Regions from separate parts of the Mus musculus genome. Here all the other regions are linked to region 1. A link is a contact called in public HiChIP or PLAC-seq and promoter capture Hi-C data. All regions are on one chromosome and are shown on one strand. The core of a region is the stretch at or near the end of the contact, and the rest is flanking DNA. Distances in the headings are between cores, read along the strand shown. Region 1 holds the start of Tra2b (transformer 2 beta). Region 2 holds the start of Ahsg (alpha-2-HS-glycoprotein). Region 3 holds the start of 2510009E07Rik (RIKEN cDNA 2510009E07 gene). Region 4 overlaps Tbccd1 (TBCC domain containing 1). Region 5 holds the start of BC106179 (cDNA sequence BC106179).

Region 1 (2,700 bases), core at 115-2,614:
CGTCAAAGGCCTTTTAGAGTTTACTAACCAAAAAAATAAACTGTGAACTAGTGGTTAAGTGTTCCTGTGAACTTTTTGCGAAAATAAAAACGTTAGTACAGGAAGGGCAAAACAGCCATTCTTATGATGCTTGTAAGCCGTTTCCAAACTGCAATTACCTGTTCACTGAGCCCTGGACTTCCGCATCTTCACGTGACAGTTTTTAATCTAAACTCTACAGCCACGCCACATGCGCCTCATTTGTTCAGCTTTGGGGCTGGGTCTAGTCCAGGCCCATTGTATACAATCTAATCAACCTCTACCGATTTTCACCCTCTGGGAGGTGGAAGCTTAAAAATAAAATCCCGTCGACTTCAGAGTTTAATAGCGCCATCAATTGTCGCCAATGGTTTCTCCTTCCCAAGTCCCCCCAGGGGTAGGGAGGCTCTATACAACAACGCCTAACGACCTTGCGTTCTATTCCAGTAAGCTCTCAACAATGGGAGAAACGCTGTAGCACAAAGCCCTCCAACTAACGGGGCCCCCAATCCCCCTCAGCCGTTTCCGTCTCCAGATGCTCCAAGAGCCCCCTACAGCTAGCTGTCCCTTACCGGGACCAGGAGGCCCTCCATCAACCGAAAAGCATCAGTCAGTCCCCATAGGCTCCCGGCCACACGTGGCTTTTCTCCGCTTCACCCTTGGACCCCGGGTGGCGAGGCGGCAAAGCCTGGCTGCAGGGAGCGGCGGCTCCGCCATTTTGTGCCTCTGGCAGCGCGCCCGGCCCGCGAGCCCAAGATGGCTGCGGCGCGGCTTCGCAGGAGAGCAACGGCGAAAGAAGATACCGTTCCCATCCCCCAACGCCGACGGACGCCGCGGCCATCTTTAGCCTCCCCCCGCCCCGTAACGGGGGGAAAGGAAAAAAAAAAAAAACGGTCGTGGCGGGTGCGAGGCACACAGCCCGCCCGCGGCCTCCCTCCGACGAGAAGCGCCGGCCACCAGGCCCTCCGGCGCCCCGGCTCCCTCCGCACGTCAGGCTCCCGACACCCGGCTGCACCGGGCCGAGAGGCCTAGAAGAAGTAGCAGGGTGGGGACCGCGGCCGCCCGCGCAACTCCGCGCTTACCCGCTCGCCGTAGTTCTGCTCGCCGCTGTCGCTCATGACTCCGGGTCGCTGTCACCGCTACGGGCCTTTCCTGAAGCTGTCAAGCTCCCGCCTTCCTTACAGAGGCTCCGCCGCAGCCTAGCGCGACGCCACACTTTTGCGAGGAGCTCGAAGCCGACACGCTCCGCACCACCTCCGCACCGGTCTAACACTGCCGGATGTGACGCCACGCTCTTTAACCTGGTCCCACCCACTCCCCCGAAGGCGCGCTTTCCTGGCCCCTCCCACTTCGACGCGCCTTCCAACCGCTTTCTCCTGCAGGGGCGCTTCCCAAACCGGACGTGACGTCTACCTTACCGCCCTGCCCCTCCCCTCCCCTAGTACCCGGCCACAGCGTGGCGGGAAAGTGTGCGCCTGCCTTTGGGCGTCTGTTGTGGTCTCCTCGGGACACCGTGATGTCCGTAGCCTTGCCACACTCGTTTCTGGAACCTTCTAGAGAACCGTCCTGGGTGGAAGAAGAGAAGAGATGGTTGTACATTCCTCCATGCCTTTGTTCTGTCTCACTAGTTTCCTCTCCTTTTGTTCTCTCATGATCTAGGAGAGAACACAGCCACACACTGGATTCTCACCTCCCGTTTATTTAGACTTAATTCTAGAGCTTTCCTTCCTAAATAAAACCTCCATTTAAAACTCTCGCAATTTAAACCGGGCATTAATGGTGCATGCCTTTAATCCCAGCACTAAAGAGGCAGAGACAAGCAGATCCCTGAGTTTGGGGACAGCTTGGTCTACACGGAGAAACCCTAGCTCAAAGCAAACAAACAAATTGAGGTTTGAGACAAAGCCTCATTGTGTTGCCTGGGTTGACCTTGAACCCACCGTGTATGTTATATAGCCTAGGCTGATGTTAGGAATGTATTAACCCTTCTGGGTCAGCCTCCCAAATCCTGGGATTATAGTTATGAACTATCAATCCTATGGCCTGGTGTGGTAATACACGCCTTTAAGGCGGATCTCTGTGAGTTCCAGGTAAGCCGAATATACAAAGCGAGTTCCAGGACAGTCAGGATTACACAGAGAAACCTGGTCTCATTCCCCACCCTGACTCCCACCTGGGGAAATGGAAAGGAAAGAAAGAAATGGAGAAAGGAAAGCCAGGCAGGGTGGTGCACACTTGTAATCCTTGTAATCGCAGCATGAGAGGTGAGCCCAAGGACAGTTAGCTGTTTAAGGCCAACCTGGGCTACATGAGCGGGCCCCCTTCAAAAAGTGACACAAAACAGAAAATAATTCAAGAGAAACGGGCCTGTAGTAATGGATTTCTGTTTGGGAGAAGCCGCCTGCCCTCTAGCCTCTAAGGATAGCATGAAAGAACACTGAAGATATCTATAGAAAACCATGCCAAATGAGTTCTTGAGATGAATACCATTTTGACAGTCTTCTTGTTTGGTTTGGTTTGGTTTTTTTTTTTTTTTTTTTTTTTTTGGTTTTTCGAGATAGGATTTCTCTGTGTAGCCCTGGCTGTCCTGGAACTCACTCTGTAGACCAGGCTGACCTTGAACTCAGAAATCAACCTGCCTCTGCCTCCCAAGTGCTGAGATTAAAGGCATGCACTACTGCC
Region 2 (2,755 bases), core at 77-2,576, 630 kb after region 1:
ATTAATGTCCAGATTTAGTATTTCTGAGGAAAAGCTTAGCTCTCTCAAAGAGTTCCTATGTCATGCCTTTACATTAAATGGGTACACGGTTAATAGAAAACTAAATGACTAGCTAGATGTCTCTGAGCGTTATGGCCCCTCTCCAAGAGAACTGGGAGTTCCCATTCAGGTCTGTACATGTGCGTGTGGCTGGAAGCAAATGCAAAATGAGCCCTGCTACCACTGTCTCTGCCCTGTCACCCTCCCTCTCTACCCACAACCAAGTCGTCGCCTACAAAGTTGGTGCCATTTAGATTTCCATCAGAAGTTCTTTCTTCTCTTCTTTTGTAACAAGTATTCCCCCCCCCCCCCCGAAGCAATGTTAAAAACCACAGGACAAATCCATCCAAATGTAACGGTGACTTCGCGGTATTTGAAGTATGGTCTTTGTGTGAAGGCTTCTTGGCTCCCGGTCCTTACATGACATTTCTGAAACCTGTCAGTGTCCTGCACACACTTCCTGAAGATCATATCTGGGACTGTCAAAACCCACAGGCACACTAACCTCTTGTTGAGATTGCAAAGAGTGCAGAGCAGACCTTTGTTCATAATTGCTCTTGCAGTACCTCAACCTGAAATGCTGGAGTCCAACCCAGAACCGTGTCAAATGATGGCTCAGAGGCCAGAACTCCATGGTGTTGCACTTGTGCCTTGGCTGGGACCAGAGTGCTACTGGTGCTGAATGGCCACACAGAAGACACAGAGCAGTGCCTGCCTGTGCTGTTCCCTGCAGGGCTTGGTGGTGAGGTTTGCAGGGGTGAGGGTGAGGGAAAAGAGGAGGCAAACAGCTACACCGGTCACACCCCTCGATGCTATAATCATTTTTACTGACTTGAGCATCTCCCATGGCTCACGGTATCTTTGCTACATGTGTGGACTCTCTTCTTCTTCTATGACTCTTCTTGAGGGAGATCAATCATCAACGTTAGAAGATTTACCCAGAGCATGCTATAGCCCTATCCTGCTCATATTCAGGGTGCCAAAGCATGCTCATATTCACGTGGATGACCCTCACCCCCACCCCCACCGCCACTGCAGCTGCGCTCTGTGCTGGCCATGTCCATTTCACCCCTCAGCCACCTCCTCTCTCTGCTGTTATCACCATGTTCCAGGCAGACTTTGGAATATCTTTGCCCACAGCAGCATTGACTTTGGCAGATCTGTTGGGGAGAGATGATGTCCTAACTTATTTGCTTTTCCAGAGCTGCTGTTTGCAAGGATTATTTGGAACCAGAACAGAAATCGTCCCACGCCTTTACGCAATTCCTTCGGCGGGCTCTGTCAGATAAATTAGGCCCTCTGCCCCTCTATTGGTCTAGCTCTCCAAGCTGATTATCCGGGCTGCTCCTGACATTTGCCCATTTTCCAGGGCCTCTCTGGAGCAACCATGAAGTCCCTGGTCTTGCTCCTTTGTTTTGCTCAGCTCTGGGGCTGCCAATCCGCTCCACAAGGTACAGGACTGGGTTTTAGAGAATTGGCTTGTGATGATCCAGAAGCAGAGCAAGTAGCTTTGTTGGCCGTGGACTACCTCAATAATCATCTTCTTCAGGGATTCAAACAGGTCTTGAATCAGATCGACAAAGTCAAGGTGTGGTCTCGGGTAAGTGAGCCTACCAGGAATGAGCTGAATGAATCTGGGTAGGGGATCTAACCCAGTGCCTCAAAGGCTAGCATCTCCCAGTGGAGATGGAATGGCAGCAGAGATTGGGAAAGAGAGAGCAGGAGAGGCCACATCAGTATTGTAGCCGTGTATCTCACAGAGGATGCTCCCACGGGAAGAGGAAGGGACCCCGAGGCATAGTTCACAGACCACAGGCAGAAGGTGGGACTTGCTGGGAGAACCTGGGCCCTATTTGCTAATTTGTGAATGACTTCTCTTTCTTGGATTACATTTATCTCTGATGAAAAGGAAAGCAGCATTTGATCAGTGACCATGTGTGACGGCCATCTAATGCAGATCGTTTCATTAAATCCTCCCTTCATTCATTCCAGACCTGCCTGATAGCCATGTTCTCCTTAGACAACAGATCTCATATGCTAACAGACTGAAACTATGAAACCGCCAATACTTGTCTGCTTTTCTTTTCCTGTTTCTGTCTGTCTGTCTGTCTTTCTTCCTTTCTTTCTCTTCTCTCTTTCTTTCTCTTCCTCTTTCTTTCTTCTTCCTTCCTTTCTCTTCTTTCTCTTTCTTTCTTCCTTTTTCTTCTTTCTTTCTCTTTGCTCTTTCTTTCCCTTCCTTCCTTCCTTTCTCTTCTTTCTCTTCTCTCTTTCTTTTCCTTCCTTTCTTCCTTCCTTCCTTCCTTCCTTCCTTCCTTCCTTCCTTCCTTCCTTCTTTCCTTCTTCTTTTTGAGACAGAAAGGTTTCTCTTTGTAGCCCTGACTGTCCTGGAACTTACTATGTAGACCAGGCTGGCCTCAAACACACAGAGATCCACCTGCCTCTGCCTCCTGGCTCCTGGAATCATAGGCATGTGTCACCGACTATTTGTCTGCTTTTAACATGCAAAGTTGGAAACTCCATACGGTTCAGCTTAACATAAAGATGAGAAGAACAAGTTTGTGTCACTAGAGACTTAGGATTTAGGAGGAAAATAAGGTAAACACCAGGATGCTCAGAGTGAGGATTGACAACCAGCTTTACAATGGGACAGCTGATTTGAAACCACGGTTTTCCTGGGTGAGTTTTAAGGGCAGTTGGCAAAAGACGTAATGGCCGG
Region 3 (2,700 bases), core at 36-2,535, 570 kb before region 1:
CAATATTCGCTCTCCAGGTACCTTGAATTTATAAGGAAAAGCAAGGATTTTCTATCCTTTAATTTATAAACTCAACTAAGACATTCAAATATTCTCAATTAAAAGCAAATAAAGATTTGTTACATATTGTAGCTCTCCTTGTAAACCATATCCTCCTAAATAACAGGGGGGAAAAGTTTGATTGAAGATCACTTGGAAAATGTGTCTTAAGCACGGCAAAGCCCTCCAAATCTAAGATTATATGGAAACCGACTTCAGAATGTTTCTAAAAAGAAATGATTCAGCAGTCGGATTAAGCTAAATGCCATGAAGTAATCAAATTGTGGAATGCTGATTAAATGGCTACTTAAGTTTAATCTATTTAAAACTCTCAGGATAAATACAACTGGCCTAGGACTAGACTAGTCCTGGCTTGGCTCAAACGCTGTAACTGGGTGTCGAAGGAGTTTGCTCTTCAAACTGTTCCTTTTAACTTCTTAGAAGCCATTCTTCATACTTTGGTTCTTTCTCGATCTGGATACATTAAATAAATGGGAATCGCTAGGACCTAGGGTTCTTTCTGTTCAACAGCAGCCAGAAAGAACAGGCAAGAAAGTGAAAGGGGTATGTCCGTGCCCACCCCCCACCGCTGAAAGGGCTACCCTGCTGGCGCGCGTCCGCTCTGGCGGCTCTGAGCAAGTATCTAAAAGAACGGCAAAGAAAGCCAGCCCCAGGCTCCTGTGGGTAGGAAGGTTCCCTTTTGTGACTACAGCTAGGTTCCCCCGGGATTTCCTCCCGTCGTCCGGGTAGCACCCGGCCGCAGGCGGGCGACAGCAGGCCGACGCGGCTCCACTTACAGTGACACCATCCCAGGTGACAGCACCAGTGCAGCTTGAAGCACTTGCCGTGGCTGTGCGTGGCACAGATGGACAGCCCGTCGCACGGCTGGAAGTCGGGTCTGCGGGCGGCGCAGCTCCGCGCCAGGGCCTGCGCCTCGTCCACTTTCTCGCTCTTCCAGCCGCGCTCGGGCGCCGTGGCCGCACTCATCTCTCCGGTTGAAGAGCCGGGCCGGGAGCCTAGGACAGGGCAGAGGCGCGGGCCGGGCAGGGCGAGGGTGGGTTGCGGGCTGGAGGCGCGGCGAACACCCGCTGCCGAGGAGCCGCCCGGGGAGGGAGCAGCGACCCGGCCAGGCCTGCTGCCTCCCCGCGCCCTGCTCCCTTCTGCGCCCTGCTCCCTCCTCCCTTCTTTCTCCTCTCCTCTCCTCCCTCCTCTTTGCTCCCTCCTCCCGTCTCTCTCTGTCGTCCTCCCTGCTCCCTCCTCCCCACTCGGGCCGCCACGCCTGCACGCGCACGCGCACACTTAGACCGCCGCGCCCCTCTGCGAGCCCATCCCCTCGCGGTGGCGTTGCGCGCGTCGCCTCTGCCCCCGGCCAGCGGGTCCCACATGCCCATAGGACAGTCAGCACACATCCCCTACGCCCTCGGGTTGGGAGGGCGTACCTCCGGCTACAGTCCGGCCTTCTCCCGCAGCCTTTAGGCACAGGGTCTAGCCTGGTCCTTAGCACTCCCTCCCCGTCGCGCCGTGGCGTCCTGCTGGGCACACACTCGCCCGGGCTGTCCTGGAGCCGCCGGATGGCAGCGGGCGATGACCTCGCGGGTTCTTCCCTGTGCCAGCCTCCCGGAACTAGTCCTGGGTGCGGGGCTTTGGGCAGTCAGGGTGGGAGAATCTGTTAGGTTTCTGTCTTGATACGTGTAGGGTGTGGGGATGCACTGAGTGGCTTGCAGTGTCTGTGTGGCCATAGACATTACACGCCAGTCGTATAGTCGTGTGTGAGTGTGTGTGTGTGTGTGTGTGTGTGTGTGTGTGTGTGTGTGTGTGTTGTGAGTGTGGACGCCCTAGCGTGATTAACTGCATCAGTTGAACTGCGTGTGTGGCGGTATGGTGGGCTGGAATGGCGTAGTAAATTTATGCATGGATTACATGTGTGGAGTTGACACGGTCGGACATGGGTACACAGACTGACATGTGGCCCAGCCTAGCCAATGGGTGTGGCTGCCTAGGCTGCAGGTCCCTCTCCCACCTCCCCCAGTCTGCTTGTTAGACCGCCCTGCTGGCCACAACTTGTTTCAAATGGGTCTTCCATCCCAGACTGAACCAGAGAAGAGAAAAATGAATCTTTCGTTTACGGGAGCAGTGCTTCCCCTACCACGCGGGCCAGTGCCCAGTCTAAAACACCGAAAGGAGGAACGCCTTCCCTCTGCTTCCTTGCCAAATGCTACACCGGGCCCAGGAAAATGCCTGTAATCGCAGAGGGTCCGCAACAGAGCCTCTCAGCACAAATGCTGGGCTGGACCGTGCTTTCCCCAGATCTCCTTTCCCTTCCCTTTATCCCCTTCCTGTTTGGCAATGAGCTCTATCCTGGTTTTAAACGAAATTCATCCTCAAGTCCTCAAAACTCTTTGCTGCCATAAGCACCCTTTCATAATTTTCCCTTTTATTTAACCTTGGCTTAGGAAGGGAAATCTAATTTGCATATGTCTGACTCTGTGAAATCTTCATGTGTCAGGGATTGAGGTAAACTCAGATGGCAACGGCTGATTTCAACAACTGTCCCATCTAAGTGACAAATTCTGGCTCCCCGTTAACCTAACATTGAACTGAGGTAAACACAAGGTGCCATGCTTCACCTATCTCCCAGGTGCCCACCCACTTAAGTCCCAA
Region 4 (2,700 bases), core at 68-2,567, 570 kb after region 1:
TTTTGTTACTATGGTTCCATACTACAACTTAAGATCAGGTATTGTGGTATCTCCAGCCTTGCTCTTTCTCCATAGAGCTGCTTTGGCTATTCAGGGTCATTTGTGCCTCTATATGAATTCTAAGATAATTTTCCCTCATATTGCAAAGAATTTCATCAAAACTTTGAATTGTGTGAAGCCTGTAGATCACTTTTGGTAATATTGCCATTTTATTTACATATATATATTACTTCTGTTGATCTGTGAGGGTTGGTGCCATTTTTCTTTTCTGTGTCTTCTTCAATCCCCTCTTTCAGTGTTAAAGTGTAGAGGCCTTTCACCTCCTTGATTATGCTTACTCCAAGGCTGGCTGATTGCTTTCTTCTTTCTTTCTCAGCAAGTTCAATCTTAGAAAATAGAAAAACTACTGATTTTTGAATGTTTTTTTCTTGTATTCTGCTTCTTTTCTGAAAGTGTTTGGTGGAGTCACTAGGATCTTTTATAGATAATATACATGCATTTTATTTATTTATTTATGTATTATTTTGAGGCCAAGTTGTTTAGGCTGGACGTAAACTCCCTCTGTAGCACAGTTGCCCTGAGCCTATGATCCTCCTGCCTGTTTGGCAGCTCGGATTACACCTGTGCCATGAGACCTTGCTCAGACTAAGCCTGTGTCCTCTCAATCTGTCATGATGAGCATTAAAACCCAACACGGGATATCGTGGGAGACCATGTTCCAACTATGGTCCAACCACAGTAAGTGCACAAAAGCACAGGGAACAGTGACCATCAAATGCTGGAAGGCAGGGAAAACAGGCAATGTCAAAGCTTACAAAGCCTCAGTCGTACAAGGTAATTTAGTTCTGTGGGTCTGTACTACAGAGGTGGGTACCACGCCTCTAGCTAACAATACTGCAATATAAAGTTTTCTAAAAAGTTAGAATGCATGTGCTCTTAATATATACACAAGTAAAATAATAATGCATGCTGGAGAAATTTAGGAAGGTGACAGATGGACCTGTGGCCGTTACCATGGTGATGGCTTCGGCGTAAAGACCTGCTCTCAAGCTCATCATGGGAGGAGAAGACACCGGTTCCCTCCAATCTGCAGCTCTTCCCAGCTGTGACAAGAATAGGCATGATCTACAAAGAAGCTATTTCTTCCCACAGGAGAAGATGTAGACTTTGTCAAGCACACCCTGGAGGAGAGCTATGGCTCAAGTGTAGCCTCTGTGTAAAATGAACAATAAACTGTTGTTACATTATGTAGCCTCTACATTTCAATGTTTCCTTCCCCCACCCAGCAAAGCCATTTAACACTAAGTAGCTCCAAAATACAGAAATGTGGTTTCTTGAGTCACTGCTCACACAAGAGCCCAGAGATTCATCCTATCAAGTGCAGCTGTGTAGGACTGTTGATCAAATAATAAACAGTTATCAGCCTAAGCCGCTGTTGCTATAATTAATGTACTATAAATAATTAATATACTCTGTGAAGTCATTTCTATCATAAGAATGAAAAACCCTCAAGCCCTTTTCTGAACTTGTATTCTGACCTTTTTGCATACCAGTCATTCCTACTAGCTATGGAGTCGATGATGGCAGAGGTGCTGGTCTCTGTGGTTTGGGTGAGTGAGTCATGAGTTGAAGTTGGATGCCCAGCGTGGCAATGTGAGGAGACAGTGGATCTGTGAGAGGTCTGTGGGCCCTAGTGGGAGGTCTCTAGGTCTTGCTGAGTACTGCCTTCAGAAGAGATGCAGTTCTTCCAGGATTCTTTGAGTTAGCTCTTGCAAGAGGGTTGTGCCCATACCCACCTAGAGATTTATAGAAGGCAGAATTCAAAAGTGACAAACTGGGGTGCTTGGCAGAGAAAGTACTGAAACAGCAAAGCTGCCAAGCTGCCCCTGGGTTACATCTGAACTGCAGAAAGAAGGCTTTAGAAGCACCATCTAAAAATAGAATTTCTCAATGTAAAAGGAAACAACGCAAAAGGATTTGAAAGATTTACAGCTCCTCCAGGAAAGGAGCAAAGAAGTGCCACGGAGAGGTGCATCCAGGAGGGATCAGCATGGATAAAGTGAGGCCAGAAGCACGGGGACAAGAGGAAAGGGACTTGGAGGGCACCTCAGAGGTCTGCAGAGCTACCTCTCCACCACAGGCTCAGGGCCTTCAGACAGAACTGTCTGTCTCGGGAACAGGCTCCGAGCACTCTCTGTAAGCTCTCACACACTGCTCCCTGCTTTCCAGAAGAACACACTTTAGCCACCTTAGCTATGTCAAGCAGGCCCAGGTACAGCTGATGAACTGATCCAGATGAGTAATCACCAGCATTTAGTGTAATGTATGCTGGAGGCACGTGTAACATTAGGGCTAGGGAGACACAGCAGTTTCCACACAGATTTGAGAATAAAACAGAAGGGGTCCTGTTATCCACTATCCACTGCCAACAGACCCTGAACAGAAATAATGGGACATCCGCCAGGACTCTGGAACTGGGAACTACCAGTCTACAGTGTCAGTCTGGGAAAGCTGCAGTCATGAGACTCTAAGCTGAGAGCTGGAGTATGAGCTGAGCCTAGCAGAGTCATAGAGGAAGAGCTTCTGGTGGTTTTAAGGGAAGTCAGAGTTTTAACAACTTGTGTCTGCTCTGATAGTGTCTGGATGTGCTCTGGGCCAGTTACTGCTTTCTGTTTAGCTATTCCCTTTGGTATAGCAATG
Region 5 (2,739 bases), core at 217-2,716, 960 kb after region 1:
GCTCCAGCAATCTTACTGTAGAGGCTATTTTGCTACACAGAAAACCCAGACCAGCAATTTTCTGCGTTCTTGGAGCTCTATTTGATTCCTCTCCCAGCTCAGAGGTGGATATTTGGGATGTGATTACTGCCTCAGAGTAGTCAAATCTCTTCTCTAGGATAGAAAGGACCGAAGGAGCGGCCAGATGGTGGCTTCCAGTTCTCTTACAGAGGAAAGTTTTCAGTCTTTCGGAAGTGGTCTGTGGGTAATCAGAGATGGTCAGACTGCCAGACTGCTTCTTCAACAAGATGTTTCCTCCTGACTTCTCCAGCAGCCGTATCCTAAGCCCAGTGGAAGGAAGGTGCCCGGCTGTCTTTACCTTTGTAACCGGGTCCTGCCTGCCTGCGTACCTACTGTGAGAGTTCCAGGTCGCAGGACTCCAGAACATCTAAAAAAAAAAAAAAAAAAGTTTGACAAGGCTGTGTACAGGATACACTTAATGTTGGGGGATTTTTGTTAAACTCTAAATACTACAGTCTAAGATGTATGTGTCCTACATAAAAATTTGAGTTTTCACAGGGGTTAAATGACTTGTTTGATCAGGATCACCCTGTGCAGAGCCAGGACAAGCACTCTGGTAAGAACGTTTTCGCCAGATAACACTGAATCCAATCCATCGGGACACGCAGGGGGTGGGGGTGGAGGCAGCATTTGGGCTTCCTTGCCTGCCGCATTGCTCCGCCCCAAAGGCTTGCTCTTTGTGGACAGACTGCAAGATTCCCTGCATTACGGGGAGCCCTAAGCAGGCACCTTTAACCTTGAGCCTGCTCGCTAGCGACCTCCAGAGGGCCAGGATGGTTTGGGACCGGTGTGATAGAGCACTTTTCTAGTTTTAACGACTCTATTTGCATAACGGAGACCAAGCGTCCTCCCGCCGGTCTGCCGTGCTTTTCTTCCCTCCTTCCCGGTCCTCTGTACCCTCATCTGTGCTCCCTCTCTGCTTCCCAGAAGATCCGTTCTCAAGGGGACTCACTCGGAGCTTGAGTCCCGGGCTCTTCTCCCTCGGCCCGGCAAGATCCAGAGGCACCTGGGGGAGTGGAGTTGAGCGCCAGCCTGGGTTGGGGAGCCGCCCTGGCACTGCCCGACCCTAACAAAGGGAATCGGACTGCGCGCCGTGCGAGCGCTCGGTGGGCTCAGCGACCGCAGCCGCCTTCCCGATTGAGAGAGCTGCAAGTGAGTAGGGGCGAGGCGGGCGGCACGGGTCTGAAGAAGGAGTGCAGGGGTGCGCTGAGAGGCAGCCCTAGCTGCGGGAGTAGGAGCCGCCGCCCCGGGCTGGGGATGTCTGTCGCGGGTCCAGGGGAGGGACCGCCTTGGCCTCCCCTCCCTAATCCCCCACCCCCACCCCCACCCCCCGGCACGCCAGCCTGCGCACCCATAACAAACCCACGTGTGCGGGGACGCAGGAACCTACACTGCAGCGTCTGTATTGTGTAAGGCGTTGACTCGCGGAGTGAGGGTCTCTTTAGATCTTGCCCACTTTGGTAACAGAGCAGGAAAACAAGCCCGGTGGAAGGAGAGGGGGAGCGCAGGCACCACAACAAACGCACGTGTGCCCCGGCTGAACCTCTTTTGGTCAGGTTATTGTTCCAGCCAAACCAACGGGTGCGGCGCTTGGAGGCCACCTACTACTGCTGGAGAGGTGGGGACCTTTCGCAGCGGTGCTCTGTGAAGGGACGGACTAAACCTGTTGATTTTTAAAGGAAAAAGAAAATACAAACAAGAAAGAGCCGACAAAAAGCCCCCACCCCACCCACACGTATGCTTCACCCATTGGCACGGGTTTGGAGGTGAAACCTACAAGCCCTCATCTCTTCTTCGAGATTTTCTTAAGAGTCGTGGGCTGAACTAAGGATCTGTAGGGTACCCTTCTAAAATAGACCCTGCCCGACACACCATTGTCCCCGTGCACTGGCGACTGCCCCTGTTGGGGAATCTCGAGCGCCTCCCTAGCTTGCTGAAAGAATAGTTCATTTTAACAAAATCCACCAGTGAGGTCTTGGGTTTTGCTTGCTCTTCGCCTGGGAGCTCCCTGTGGCTAGACATTTCAGGTGTCACTGGCCCTGGCCACACAAGGCCAACGGGGGCCCCTCGTCTAGACGGGGACGTATCGGAGGCTCGCAGAGGTAGGTCCACTGTTTGCTGTGCTTTCCCCTTAACTTTCACTCTGCTCACGCAGCCGGATTTTTAGCGTATTGAGGTCTGGGCTTGTCAGCTCTGAGGAAAAGTTGAGGACAGGAAGGGGGCGGTGAACGGATCCTAGGCGACCTGTGCAGGAGTGACAGCATTTTACCAATCTGATGCTGCACCTCGAGTAGTCCCTGTGGAGACTAACCTGTCTCTGAAGACAACTGGACAGCCTTCAACCGTGTACCTTTGTTATTGAAAAAATCCAGGCGACAGCTAGGGAACCTTTTTAATTTTACAGGCAGGAAGCTGAGGTCTGAGAGTTCAGCCCCTTGGGTCTTCCAACTGCTCGGCCTTCATCCAGAGGATTCTGCGGTCGGCTTAAAAGGCAGTAGCCTCAGGCAGGGCGGAGTGAAACAAAGAAAATAATTCAAATTGGAAACTGCGCCCTTCCATTATACCTTTCTAGAGTTCTCTGTTTTAGTGGAGAAGAGGGACTTAGCATTTCCCCCACTTCTCAGCCTGTCCCGCTTCATAACTTTGCTCTGCTCTCCTGGCTGCCCTCTTGTTCTCAAA

What was found. Promoter capture Hi-C pulls out the DNA fragments that hold promoters and counts their contacts. HiChIP or PLAC-seq counts read pairs in DNA pulled down with a chosen protein or histone mark.
Region 2: a promoter capture Hi-C map of embryonic stem cells shows a contact between it and region 1, with 2.1 times the contacts expected there. The contact joins the promoter of Ahsg here to the promoter of Tra2b in region 1. A contact is called at or near these places in 4 of 39 promoter capture datasets (the C10 cell line, embryonic stem cells and pre-B cells).
Region 3: a promoter capture Hi-C map of pre-B cells shows a contact between it and region 1, with 2.9 times the contacts expected there. The contact joins the promoter of 2510009E07Rik here to the promoter of Tra2b in region 1. A contact is called at or near these places in 2 of 39 promoter capture datasets (hippocampal neurons and pre-B cells) and 1 of 115 datasets of contacts at active chromatin or transcription factors (effector CD8 T cells).
Region 4: a contact with region 1 is called in a FOXA1 HiChIP or PLAC-seq map of pancreatic cancer cells. The contact joins the enhancer-like site here to the promoter of Tra2b in region 1. A contact is called at or near these places in 7 of 39 promoter capture datasets (the 3T3-L1 cell line, the SN4741 cell line, cranial neural crest and 3 more), 3 of 115 datasets of contacts at active chromatin or transcription factors (double positive thymocytes, embryonic stem cells and pancreatic cancer cells) and 4 of 9 other capture datasets (adipose tissue, embryonic stem cells, macrophages and 1 more).
Region 5: a contact with region 1 is called in a promoter capture Hi-C map of pre-B cells, with 6 times the contacts expected there. The contact joins the promoter of BC106179 here to the promoter of Tra2b in region 1. A contact is called at or near these places in 2 of 39 promoter capture datasets (maxillary cranial neural crest and pre-B cells).

Annotation. Positions count from the first base shown.
Region 1 is chr16:22,264,641-22,267,340 of GRCm38.p6, forward strand. It overlaps Tra2b (transformer 2 beta), which reads right to left and starts at 1,365. Exons shown (of 9, transcript NM_009186.5): 1 at 1,101-1,365. The coding sequence starts at 1,136.
Region 2 is chr16:22,890,689-22,893,443 of GRCm38.p6, forward strand. It overlaps Ahsg (alpha-2-HS-glycoprotein), which reads left to right and starts at 1,327. Exons shown (of 7, transcript NM_013465.2): 1 at 1,327-1,639. The coding sequence starts at 1,427. The region is part of intron 1 of Gm30505 (predicted gene, 30505); the gene reads right to left.
Region 3 is chr16:21,693,380-21,696,079 of GRCm38.p6, forward strand. 2510009E07Rik (RIKEN cDNA 2510009E07 gene) reads right to left here and starts at 1,286. Exons shown (of 2, transcript NM_001001881.2): 1 at 837-1,286. The coding sequence starts at 1,026.
Region 4 is chr16:22,838,039-22,840,738 of GRCm38.p6, forward strand. All of the region lies in intron 2 of Tbccd1 (TBCC domain containing 1), which reads right to left. Among named protein-coding and RNA genes, the nearest start is that of Tbccd1, 18 kb to the right of the region's middle. Within about 2 kb of position 1,318, at least 60 of the 459 cell types and tissues checked have an H3K27ac peak or open chromatin away from gene starts, as enhancers often do. A contact at or near this core is called in the SN4741 cell line and pancreatic cancer cells, where this site is marked.
Region 5 is chr16:23,224,018-23,226,756 of GRCm38.p6, forward strand. BC106179 (cDNA sequence BC106179) reads right to left here and starts at 1,467. Exons shown (of 3, transcript NR_152126.1): 1 at 1,451-1,467; 2 at 1-427. St6gal1 (beta galactoside alpha 2,6 sialyltransferase 1) reads left to right here and starts at 723. Exons shown (of 8, transcript NM_145933.4): 1 at 723-1,212.